3 separate regions of the Gossypium hirsutum genome follow, and all the other regions are linked to region 3. A link is a contact called in public Hi-C data. All regions are on one chromosome and are shown on one strand. Each heading gives the region's core, a stretch centred on a gene start, on an enhancer-like site or on the middle of the called end of the contact. The rest is flanking DNA. Distances are from core to core; before and after follow the strand shown. Region 1 holds the start of LOC107949461 (protein YIPF5 homolog). Region 2 holds the start of LOC107949462 (IQ domain-containing protein IQM3). Region 3 has its middle 15 kb from the start of LOC121213523.

Region 1 (3,908 bases), core at 248-2,747, 120 kb after region 3:
ATCAGCAATTTAACAAACTTTTAAAATTTTCACTGATAGTGATGAATAAAGAATAAAAATAAAAATACTTTTTAAATAATCACTTAAATATTATAAAATATTATTAGTGGGGTAAAATGAAATTTATTAGGTTTTTTTTAGTAACTTGTTTTTTTTGACAAAATATTTAAAATTATTTATAATCCTCCCAATCTATAAATGGGAGAACAATACAATTACGTCCTACAATGTTGACAGCAATACTCGTATCCAACTGAATCGATAATTTATTAGTTAATTTTAAATATGGACAAATTTAATAAATTTTAAGAATCATACAATGAGTTGAAGTAAGCATGGAGATGGACAATGTATGTATTCAAATATATTTCAAAATTTAATATGTATTAAATTGATGATGAAGTGAGAGTTGATCCAAATGTCATTCATTTTCAGAAACCAAAGAGTGTGCAATTCTGTAGCATTTTAGATATCAAATTTCAAAAACAGCATCTTTACTATAAATATCAGTTTGAATTAAAATATGACCAGAAGCGAAAATAATGCGTAGATCAAGAAACAAGCATACGCGATCAGCCCACGGTGTTCTTCCACCCCATCAGCAAGCGCCACCATCAAATTGGCGCAAGACCTAGTGGCCCAAACCACGAATACCCCCGCCGTTGCGTACCTCACCACACCGATCCCCTGCGGCATGAAAAGCGACACCGCCGATAATATCACCACCGGCAACATACAGTAACCAACCACGCTCGTACACGTGTGCAGATCTAGGTTGCCGTTGTTGCGACCCGCCAACATGTTAAAAACCACGTAGAGGAAAATCGAGGAGACCACGATCCACCCCAGGATTATGCCGAACTGGATCTTGCCGCCGAGGAGCTGGAATAAGCAGAAAGACAAGTAGAGGAAGATCGGGCCGGAGAGATCCGAGTCTTTATGTGCCGCCAGGTTGACCCGGAAAGGATTGAGGATGGATCTCGTTTTGTGCCAGATTTGGTCCGGGTGGATGCCCAGTTCGTCGAGGAGGGGTTCTTCGTCTTCGAATGAGGCGGAAGCGGATACGGCTGACGTGGAGATTGTGCCGCCCAAGGATCCGGATGATGATGGAACCGACCCCATATCGAAGGCCATGAAGGGTATGGCGGAGGAAGAGGGCTGGAAAGGAGCCGTTGGGACACGGCGTTGGTTGATGTTACCGACGTTGGGGTTGACACCACCGCCGGACGGAAAAACCACCGGTGGCACTGTGAATTGTTTGCTCATTTTTGTTGAAGCTATAGCGATTCTTTTGTGGGGGCACCAAGGCAAGTTTTTTCTTTTTTTGCCTTCTCAAGGGAAATATATAGTGTTAAAATTGGGCGGTGAATGGAAGGGTGTTTTGGACTATTCGTCTGGATTTTTTGCAAATGGTTGAAGTGTTCAACCGCGGGAGATGAACATGTTGACGTGTTTTGCCCCGCGAAATTACATTATTGCACATTTCCACTTTCTTTTGTTATTTTATACAACATGAGATGAGATAACACAGTTGAAACTGTAATAAATAGGTATTGAGTAATCTATGCCTAACTCTTAACTAGTTTTTGTTGCCCGTCTGATGCATACGTATTAATTAAATTATGATTTTTTTACTTACTCTAAGTATTAGAATTAATTTTAAAAAATTATAATTGATATTAGAATCAATTAAAGATAATAATATTTTATAAATAAAGTATCTTTGGATTAATAAGTAAAATTAATCTAAGTTTACATTAAAAAGTTTTTAGAAACAGTCATTAAATTAATCTAATACAAATTTGAATTGTGTTTTGATAATTTTGTAAAAGAAAAATTAAATATTCTTTTGTAAATTATAAAAAAAATATTTAATAATTTTTTACATTAAAAGGAAATTTTAGAACTTTTTTTTTAATCTTTGTTAAAAAGAAATTCGGGCTTGGGACAACTCCCTTGCTGCCCCTACCCACTCTTTAAATCCTTGGCGGATCAATTTTCTTTTAAAAGTATGACAATTAATATTTAAAAATTTTATGTTAAAATCAGGTGGATAAATTATCTTAAATTTTAAATTTTCCTTCAGCTCCAGCTAATGGAATAAATTCCATCCCTTTTACTTGCTCTATCGTTAAATCAGCTTCATCATTTTCATAAAAATATTCTTTAAAACCATTACTCAACCGTGTTCTCATGCTTCATCGCCACACTGTTCGTCATTTAAATCAACCTGGAATTGTTCATGATTTTCTTCTATTTCTTTTCCCATCTCTAATGCTTCAGCACCAAATCTTAACTGATCATGGCTTCACCTAAAAGGTGAAAAGTTTGGGTTAAAATATAGGTCCGAAATATGGGCTTCAACAAAAAATAAGGCTCATTTTCTAAATGTGTCGAATTTCGGGTAAGTTTCTTTTGGCCCGAGTTCAGCCCGGTCCGAATCTACCTAAATTTTCTTTCCTGCTACAATTTGTTGTTTTTTTGCTATTATAGTACTACAATTTTGTTATTATTATTTGGATATTATATAATTTTTTGTTTTATTATTAATTTTGCTACTATTGTAATAGTCCGATTTTCAGTCTCTTTTTCCAATGATCAGTCCGTAAATATTATCAATTAATATTTACGAGTTAATTATAATATGATATTAAATTTTGGTCTAACGGATTTGCTAATTGGGTAGTTAGTTAAGATACAAGTGTAGCGACCCTAAAGTTAGTGGTGTTAGAAAATGATGTAATGGGACCTCATTTCTATAAACCAAACTCATAAATATTTAATATAAATATTTACGGATTTACTGTATAGGTTAATTGAATTTTTTATAGGTAATTTTGTCAAATTAGTGATTAATTAAGGTAAAATGACTAAATTGTAAAAGTTGTAAATAATGAATAAGTACTTGTATGATTAAATTTGTTATATAAATCACAGATAATAATAAAATATGAATAAATAAATTTTATTAATTTAATAAATGAAAGATGCGTGATCGAGGTTAGACACATTCATCATAAAGGAAATATTTGCATGGATCACTTGGCGAATTTAATTTAGAATATTGAGAGAGGTCTGGTTCAACTTGAGACAATGTCAATGAGCCTTGAACCCTTGCTCCATAGTGACACTTATGGAGAAGGGGTAATTCGAATTTGGCTTCCTTCTTTCCTTCTTTTTGTAATAAATAAATAAATAATAAACGTGTGATGTAATGGATAAAGTAATTTTAAAATTAATAGCATATTTGGTTGGGTGTAATAAGAATAGATTACAGCCCAATTTGGTGGGCCCACTATCAAACCAATGTTTGGTTGGCTGTAATGCCTATTACAACTTGCATTGAATCCATTCTTATCCAGGGAAAAGACTGCATAGCCATTCCTTTTACTCAACACCGAATAAGAATTGAATAGGATCTTTTTTTCCCTTTTCAATTTCTATCCTCCTTTTAACACCCCAAACCCGACCGAGACGTTATGGTCGAATCTGGTATGTCACATTGAAGTATCTTTCGAAAATTGGACTTGTTGGTAAAAATTTCGTTTCTAAGTTAAAAAAACCCATTTGTTATTATTTAACGAATCAACTAATCAAAATGTTTTCCTTGTTATCTACTATTTTTATAATAGGTTGATCTAAAATCGCGGAAGCTTTTGAAAACTCTAATGTTTAAATTTCATGTCTTTGAAAACAGTAATTAATTTGAAAATTCGTCTTCTCCTAAACTAGCAGTTTAAAATAAGTAAGAAAAAGCCCAATTAAAAATTTAAACAAACATAAATGGTCTTATTACATAAACAAAATCCAACACAAACTTTAAATTTAAATAAAAACAAGTGTAGAACAGCTGCAGTTGTGTGGCCACCTCCGAGTCCTTCGTAGCGCCAAATCGCCTATGGCTAAGG
Region 2 (4,245 bases), core at 588-3,087, 83 kb after region 3:
AAGAATTTGGGTTTCACCAAGCAATCGTTATCGACCCGATTTGCATTTCATATTTTCTACACCACACAACAACTCCTCCCCGCTGGAAACCTTATTGTCGCCAACTCTATTATAGGTTAATGTAATGAGTTTAGCATCTTTGGTGGAGAAAATGGGTAAGTTGAGTATATTGAAAGGCCCTTGTGCTTTTCACTAGGGCATCTTCCTCTGATAAGGTGAAACTTGTTGTCGTGCCCGTATAACCACCGCCAACTAGGTCCCCTAGCTATACTCTATCCCTTGACAGTATAACCTTTGTAAACTTGAAACCCTAGTTACACTACAACTCATGACCGTATAGTCACTGTCAACTAGGACCTTGAGTTGCAATGCAATCCCGACTTCTTAAGTAATGGCTCCATCCTCATACGACAGGTGAAATTTTTAGGTCACTGAGCTCTATGGCATCACCATGAACCCAAACACAACTTAAAACTATGATTATGTCTCCCTCAAAGAAAAAGAAAAAGAAATATTTAAACCCGAAAATTTCAACACACAAGAAAAATGAAAAAAACAATTTAAAGGAGACAATGGGCAAGAGAGATGATGGAGTAGGGTGATGGAAACTCCCATTTACATAGGTGAGGGGGCGGGGAGAAAAAAAACCATGTTTTGCAATTTTATCCCGGGATTCCCAGGTTGTAGTGTTTGAAAATTATCCTTGGAATCTCGGCTTCAGAGGAAAAAATTAAGGTTATACTTGGGGTTGAAAATGGTCAAAGAGAAAATGCGCCCTGCAGGACGCGTTTTCATTTTTCTCTCCTAAAAACACGTTCTTCAGGACGCGTTTTCATTTTTCTCTCGTTTTCATTTCTCTCTCCTAAAAACGCGTCCTACATGATGCGTTTTCATTTCTCTCTCCAAAAACAACATATCCTGGTAAATAAAAAAACAAGCTATTTACTTAAATATTAAAAAAATTCATCATATTTCATTAATTTACCCCCAAATTTATCTATTCTATATTATATATTAAGTCTTTGGTTGAGTTTGGTGTCATGAGTCAGTCAAACACTAACTCAGTTGAATAATGATTAAAATATCATTATTTTACAAAGTAAATATAAAATTAGAAAAAACTATAAAATATCTTGTTTTGCAAATCAAAAAGTAATTATAAAAGAAGAAGAATTATATTAGAAATAAATAATATAAAGTATTCAATATGGATATCATTATATTTGTAAAAAATTATAAATAATTTTAATAAAATGAAAGTTTAAAAACATACATTAGAATCAAATAAAAATAATTTTTGAAATTGAAGTTTTTTATCTTATAATGTGATCATCTGTATTAAATAAAATAAAATAATAAGAAATTTTGAAAAAATACTGCTTATTTACATAAATTTTAGAACTTATATTTATACAAATAAGTAAATTTAGCTTTAAAATTTTGAAAGTTCCCCATGTGAACACACTCTTATTTTACTTTGAAATAGTTTTAAAATATATATATCCTTATTTAAAATTTAATCAATGTTGAATTTATTTGTTTATATTTTTTAGTTTAACTAAAATAGATTTATGGCACCCAAATTTTATTTCAATTAGATTAACAAAATTCAATAATAATAATAATAATAATAATAAAATCACAAAAATCCTTACTCAAAGACTGTTAAAGCCAGATTTATGATTTATGATAAATGATTTTACTTTTGAGGATGCTTGGTCACTAGTTTGTTTTGTCTCGAGCGAGTTACACAAAATCTCACTCTCAACCTCAGCGCGTAACACACACGCACTTTACTTACTCGTAATCCAAGTGGAATACATATAAAAATCTACAAGTGGGTTTCCCGGCGATTTTCTAAGTCCTTGGCTCCGGTTTTTTCTTTTAAGTATTCTCTCAAAAACCAACGACCCCAAGATTCTCTCTTTCGAAAACTCCTTCAAATTTGGCTACCAAGAAAAACAATGGAAATAATCGAAAATCAAGCAGCTGTTTCGAATTTCGACCTCCAGTCAAAGTCTCCGTTTTATAACATTTCCTCCACCGACATTACGAACGTCGGCTTACTTGGGGAATCCGAATTTGTATCTGTGGATAGTCCGAACCAAGCTAGCGAATCGGATTTCCCGACGGTGGTTAATGGTGGTGGTTTGAAAATGCTGCTGGAGCCGTTATCCGACGGCCGAGATTCTCCGGGTTCGAATCAGACGCGCGGTGGCGGTTCTTCTCATTCCAACGCTGCCGTTAAGGTCCAGAAGGTGTATAGGAGTTACCGGACACGGCGTAGGTTAGCAGACTCTGCTGTTGTCGCTGAAGAACTCTGGTAGTTTCTTCCGCAAAATCTTTGTCTGTCTTAAAAAAATATATATTATTTAATACTAATAGTAAATATTTTTATTATTTTCAGGTGGCTGGCTTTAAACTATGCAAGGCTTAATCACAGCACAATTTCCTTTTTTAATTATTTGAAACCAGAAACTGCTGCTTCAAGGTGGAATCGCGTTCGCTTAAATGCTTCTAAGGTATTTTCTTCTTCTTTTTAATTTTTTGGTTAATTTTCATAAATAATTAAGTTGGGAATTTTGTCAGGTCGGGAAAGGGTTGTCCATAGACGCCAAAGCACAAAAATTGGCTTTTCAACATTGGATTGAAGCTGTAATTTACTCTTCTTAATCTTTTTATTAAAAAGATTAAAAAAATATATTGGATAATTTTATTAGTTGAATCGAACACTTTTTTTTCAACTGTAGATTGATCCACGACACCGTTACGGCCATAACTTACATATTTACTACGATGAATGGTGTAAAACTGATGCTGGTCAACCATTTTTCTATTGGTAAACCCCAAACATTTTTCTCATTCTATTAATTTTGGTAGGAAGACCAAATTAAAGTGGATGGACTAAATCTTCAAATTGAGCATAGTACTAGGACAAAAACAATGATTTCACCTTTTTCCTTTCTTTCTTATTTTGTTTCCTACAGGTTAGATATAGGGGATGGCAAAGATGTCGATCTCGAAGAATGTTCAAGATCGAATCTTCAAAAACAATTGATCAAGTATCTTGGACCTGTATGTATGCAAATTCATATGTTAGATTCAATCTCTTTTTCCAAATAAGATTGAATGAAATTGTTAATTCCCTGTTGTTGTAAACAGCAAGAAAGGGAACATTATGAGTACATTGTTGTTGAAGGAAAGATTATCCATAAACAAACTAGAAATGTCCTTGATACATTCCAAGGCTCGAAAGAGGTTAAATGGATATTTGTTATGAGCACCTCGAAGAAATTGTATGCCGGCAAGGTAAACCATCTGGCTTGAACTGCAACTGTTAGATTTCATACTTACTAGATGTATAAAAACCCAAAAATGTCTTTAATGTCTTTTCGGTACCTTGCAGAAGAAGAAAGGAATGTTCCATCATTCTAGCTTCTTAGCCGGTGGAGCGACACTAGCTGCTGGTAGATTGGTGGTGGAGAAAGGGATACTAAAGGTATAAGTTTGTAACGATTTAGGATTTAGTAGTGTACTCAGATTTTGTTACGTGCCGCCTATATTGATAGTTGCATTTGAATGGCCGGATGACTTATATGATGTATGTGAGACATGATTTTGTTCGTTTTTCAGTCCATCTCTGCATATAGCGGGCATTACCGGCCAACGAATGATAGTCTCAACAGTTTTCTTTCCTTTCTGAAGGAGAACGGAGTGAACCTTGACAAAGTTGAGGTAACCTTTCAATCTCCTCTTCTGCATTTGTTGGATTTGTCAAATTGCACCAATTAATGTCTGCTTGGTTATTTCATATGCTTGCTGGTTTTGATCCTTGAACGTCGAACCTCTGGTTCCATTTTCAGTTGGATCATGCCACCATTCGTTAGGTATTTCTTAGATATATGATGAATTACATTTATTTTGTGTTCAGATTCGCCATTCAACCGATGATTCTGATAGCTACGATGATGGAAAATCCAGCAGTAGTGTTAGTACTTTTGGATTTTCAGCAAGCCCAGTGCCGACTGAACCCAAAATCAACAATGAAGAGAAGAATCTGTCATTAGAATCATATGATACTAAACAACCGGAGACCACAAATACTTACGAAAGGACTTTATCTGGTGGTCTTAAGAGTCCGAGAACTGAGGTGCCTAAAACTGCGATATTGCAAAGGATCAACTCAAAGAAGGCAACGAAATCGTACCAATTGGGACATCAGCTGTCACTCAAATGGTCAACCGG
Region 3 (3,828 bases), core at 501-3,000:
CATGAGAATAGAGCACATTTTATGGTTATCCATTTACCTCTTCATGGAGCATCCACGATAAAATAATTAATCACTATTATGGACAAATACAATTATTTTAATTTAATTTATTAGATAAAAATGTTATTAGCGGTGAGGTCCAAAAACATGTATGAAAAAGGAAATAAATAAATAAATAAAGGAAAAAGGAAAAAAAACATGTGCAATTGGTTAGAATAATGATGTGAGGTTCATGCATATTATATGCAGTACGTGAAGGGAAACATCAAAGGAGGTTTCTTAAACTCTTTGAAGAGATTATTCAAATGTATCTGAGCTTGTTGGACAGGTAAGTGTAATTTATTTATTTAAATTAATGAAATTTGGTTGATGATTAACCCCACCGGTGCCTGCCGAAGTCAGGCCTTGTCTCCTTCAAATGATTGCCCACCACAAACATTTGGTATAGAGAGAGTGATGACAATGGTGGCGTCGTGCCGGCCTGTAATGGCTGCCTTAGCTACACAAATCAACAAGGATGCTTTGATTGAAACTGGCTTTGTACTACACATCTCCTTTTGTGGATAATAAAATTTTAGAATTTTAATGTGCTTGGGGTAATTTTTCTGTTTTAAAAGGATTTAAATTGAATACTTATAACTGGGAGAGACTAAAACTGAAATTATTTCATTTAACCAAAAGATTATTGTAGGGTACATTTGCAATTGAACTAAACAACTCTACAAGCAGGTCATGTATTCTTTTATTTTTTAATTTTTATTTTTTTAATGTAAATTAAATATATTTGACAGGTTCTTAATTTTTCTTGTATGAAATCCTTACCGATATCTATATAATTTTTTTATAAATTTTTTGAATAATTTAATGTAATGTGTAAGAATGTACCTAAGCCTAAACAATGTTTACAATAAGTATTTTACCATTTCATCTATAACTCAATTATTGATATTTTTTAGGGAGAAGTATCAAAATTCTACATGAATTTTGGTTCAAGTACAATTTTGATGCACAAACTTTAATTATTTTATTGTAGTTCAAATGTATATATGAAACTCCGATTTTGATCTAATTTTACAATTTAAAGAAATAAGTATATTAATTTTATTTTTGTATTAAATAAATATAACTATTTGTTTAAAATGATGTTATATCTATAGTTGTATTAGTAAATTGTGAAATTTGAATCAAATAAACATTTAATGTATAAATTTGTACAAAATTATAGTTCACCTATAGCATTGCACATTGAACCAAAGTTCATGTGCAGTTTTGAACTTCATCCCATTTTTTTTTATAATTATAATTTTAATATTATGTTTTTCTTTCACTTACATCATGGGTGTAACAAAAATTAGTATACATAATATCTGCGATTAAGTTGGTGCCACAAATCGACTCAATATTGAATTTTCCTTTGACCAACATGATAACATTTTAACATGTTATAAAAAATAAAAAAATGATGATGAACAATTAGATTGTATTTAATATTTATAATATGATATGTTTAGGTATTTAAAGTTTTTTTTTACTTATAATTTAAATTAATTTTTTATTTTAATTCAATATAGATTGTATATATATCATTATTAATTTATTTTTAAACTCATACATACATATATATATATATATATTAACTACATGGTTTCCAAAGGTATTTTTGGTATATAATGCAATTTGTTAGTGTGTAATTGTAAGCTGGCCCTTAGCTGAAGAAAAAGGTATTTTGAGAACTTATAGGCTACAATTTAAATGGGCTGGACCGTGTACCCAGCTTATATTTATAAAATCTCTTCCTTTTCCTTAATCCAACATTCTATCCATGAGTTGAGGTGGCAATGGACTGATTTGATAGGTTTATGTTAGGTTATTTTGAGTTTAGGTTTTTTTTTTCATTTAAAGTTTAAAATTTTAGGTGTTTAAATTATTTTAGATTCGAGTTTAAATTATTTTGCATTAAATGTAATTATATTCAGTATTTTGAATTATATTAAATTATTTGGTCGGACTGGTTAGATCAAGAATTAGTCGTGGTTTCAATTTGGAATAAGGGGTTGGATAGATTGAATCACAAATTGGTTGAATTGAGCTAAAAAATTGATTAAATCGGTTTTTCTCTATTTTTATTGTTTTAATTTTTAAATTTTTAATAATTTATTCAATTGAACCAAAAAATTGATGGTCTAACCAATTTGATTATGAAAACCTTGATTATATTTAGGTAATTTCAAGGTCTAAACCTCAATATAAATTACTAATTTAATATTAATTTAAATTAAACTTTTTTTTGTAATATAATAATTTTAAGTATATTTTAATTAAAATCCATATTTTTATGGTTATTTGTTTGCATCGAAATGATATAACATTAATTTGTTATATAAAACCAATTGCTTTATGTAATTTTATTATAAAAATATGGTATATTATAAATTAATTATATTGATATTTAAAATAATTTACTTGGTAAAATTGATTCTCAAATAATATATTATAATTTATATTATTACTCTAAGAAACTTTTAGCAAATGGAATGTGTTATATATATCACTTTTCTTGGTTGTGCAATGCACGAAAGATTTAAAAATTCCAAGTTTTATATAATAATAATTATGAATATTTAATAAATTTTAATTTTTTTAAAACCACAATATTAAACAAATATATATCACTACCAATGAAACTGTTTGTTTTAATTAGGTTTTAATGTGAAAAAACTACACATTAATAATATAATGAATCTATTCCTTTGTCACAATTAGTCTGTTCTTTGCTCATAATTCTATTAATCACGAATATACAAAGTATATTGAGGTGAATTGTCATTTTATTCGGGATGCAATTTAAGAGAATCTTATTTCTCTTTCGTATGTCTCTACTACAGATCAGCTAGCAGATATATTTACAAAAAACATTAGGAAAGAAACAATTTGATTATTGCCTTAACAAGTTGGACATTTATGATTTCTTTTAGAAATAATTTTTTATATTATAAGAAGTAGAGGGTGAATAGAAATAATTTATATTATAGGAAGTAGAGGGCGACTAGGAGTAGTTTTCCTAGCTATTTCAACTCTAAGTGCTATATGACATTTATGATTTATTTTAGAAATAATTTTCTATATTATAAGAAGTAGAGGGTGAATAGAAATTTAGGTATAAAAAGACTAGAAAAAGTATTTAAGTTGAAGAGCGTGTGAGATTATAGAATAGAAATAAAAAAATAGATGGGAAATGCTAAGCCTTTTAATAGAAGTAGGATGTTTGTTGCGATGATACGTCAACCACCTACTAATTGAAAAATATGATTAGGAATTAAAAAAAACACTAAATTTAGAGATACAGAATAAATGACTAAACTTCAAATGTAGAATAGGTAATTTAAGATGGATTTGATTAGCTTCAACTTTGTACTGCTAAATGCAAAACTACTCAACGTGAAAATCGAACTCAAAAAATATGAAAAATGAGTAATGTAGAATAGTATAAGTTATTTTTGGCAATATTATTAGTTTATCTAAGTTATTTATCTGATTAAAAAAATCTATATTACAAGTATTAATAATGTGATAATGTTTTTAATATAAAATTTATTAATTTAAATAAATATGTAATTTGATTATACAATTTTTAAAACTATAATATTTATTATTATGTTATTTATCTAGGAAATATTTGAAAGACATGTTTTGTTGGAAAATATGTAATTTTTGAAAACTTTGAGGCATATTTTCGATTGGTAAAGGTGAAGAGTTGAATCATAAAATTATGGTTTTGTATTCTACTCCATGAGGCCTTTACAACGGTATATCATATGCTCAAAATAG

The links. Hi-C and Micro-C count contacts between places; a contact is called where the count stands out from the background.
Region 1: a contact with region 3 is called in a Hi-C map of leaf, with 2.8 times the contacts expected there. The contact joins the promoter of LOC107949461 here to the enhancer-like site in region 3. A contact is called at or near these places in 6 of 34 Hi-C or Micro-C datasets (callus, hypocotyl and leaf).
Region 2: a contact with region 3 is called in a Hi-C map of leaf, with 3 times the contacts expected there. The contact joins the promoter of LOC107949462 here to the enhancer-like site in region 3. A contact is called at or near these places in 8 of 34 Hi-C or Micro-C datasets (callus, leaf and petal).

The regions. Positions count from the first base shown.
Region 1 is chrD01:32,824,453-32,828,360 of Gossypium_hirsutum_v2.1, reverse strand. It overlaps LOC107949461 (protein YIPF5 homolog), which reads right to left and starts at 1,497. Exons shown (of 1, transcript XM_016884114.2): 1 at 410-1,497. The coding sequence starts at 1,266. The coding sequence ends at 517.
Region 2 is chrD01:32,864,466-32,868,710 of Gossypium_hirsutum_v2.1, reverse strand. LOC107949462 (IQ domain-containing protein IQM3) reads left to right here and starts at 1,837. Exons shown (of 9, transcript XM_016884115.2): 1 at 1,837-2,323; 2 at 2,408-2,522; 3 at 2,590-2,655; 4 at 2,751-2,839; 5 at 2,988-3,075; 6 at 3,163-3,309; 7 at 3,407-3,499; 8 at 3,634-3,735; 9 at 3,932-4,245. The coding sequence starts at 1,965.
Region 3 is chrD01:32,948,138-32,951,965 of Gossypium_hirsutum_v2.1, reverse strand. No RefSeq gene overlaps it. Among protein-coding and RNA genes, the nearest start is that of LOC121213523, 15 kb to the left of the region's middle. Within about 2 kb of position 1,750, at least 1 of the 9 cell types and tissues checked has an H3K27ac peak or open chromatin away from gene starts, as enhancers often do. A contact at or near this core is called in leaf, where this site is marked.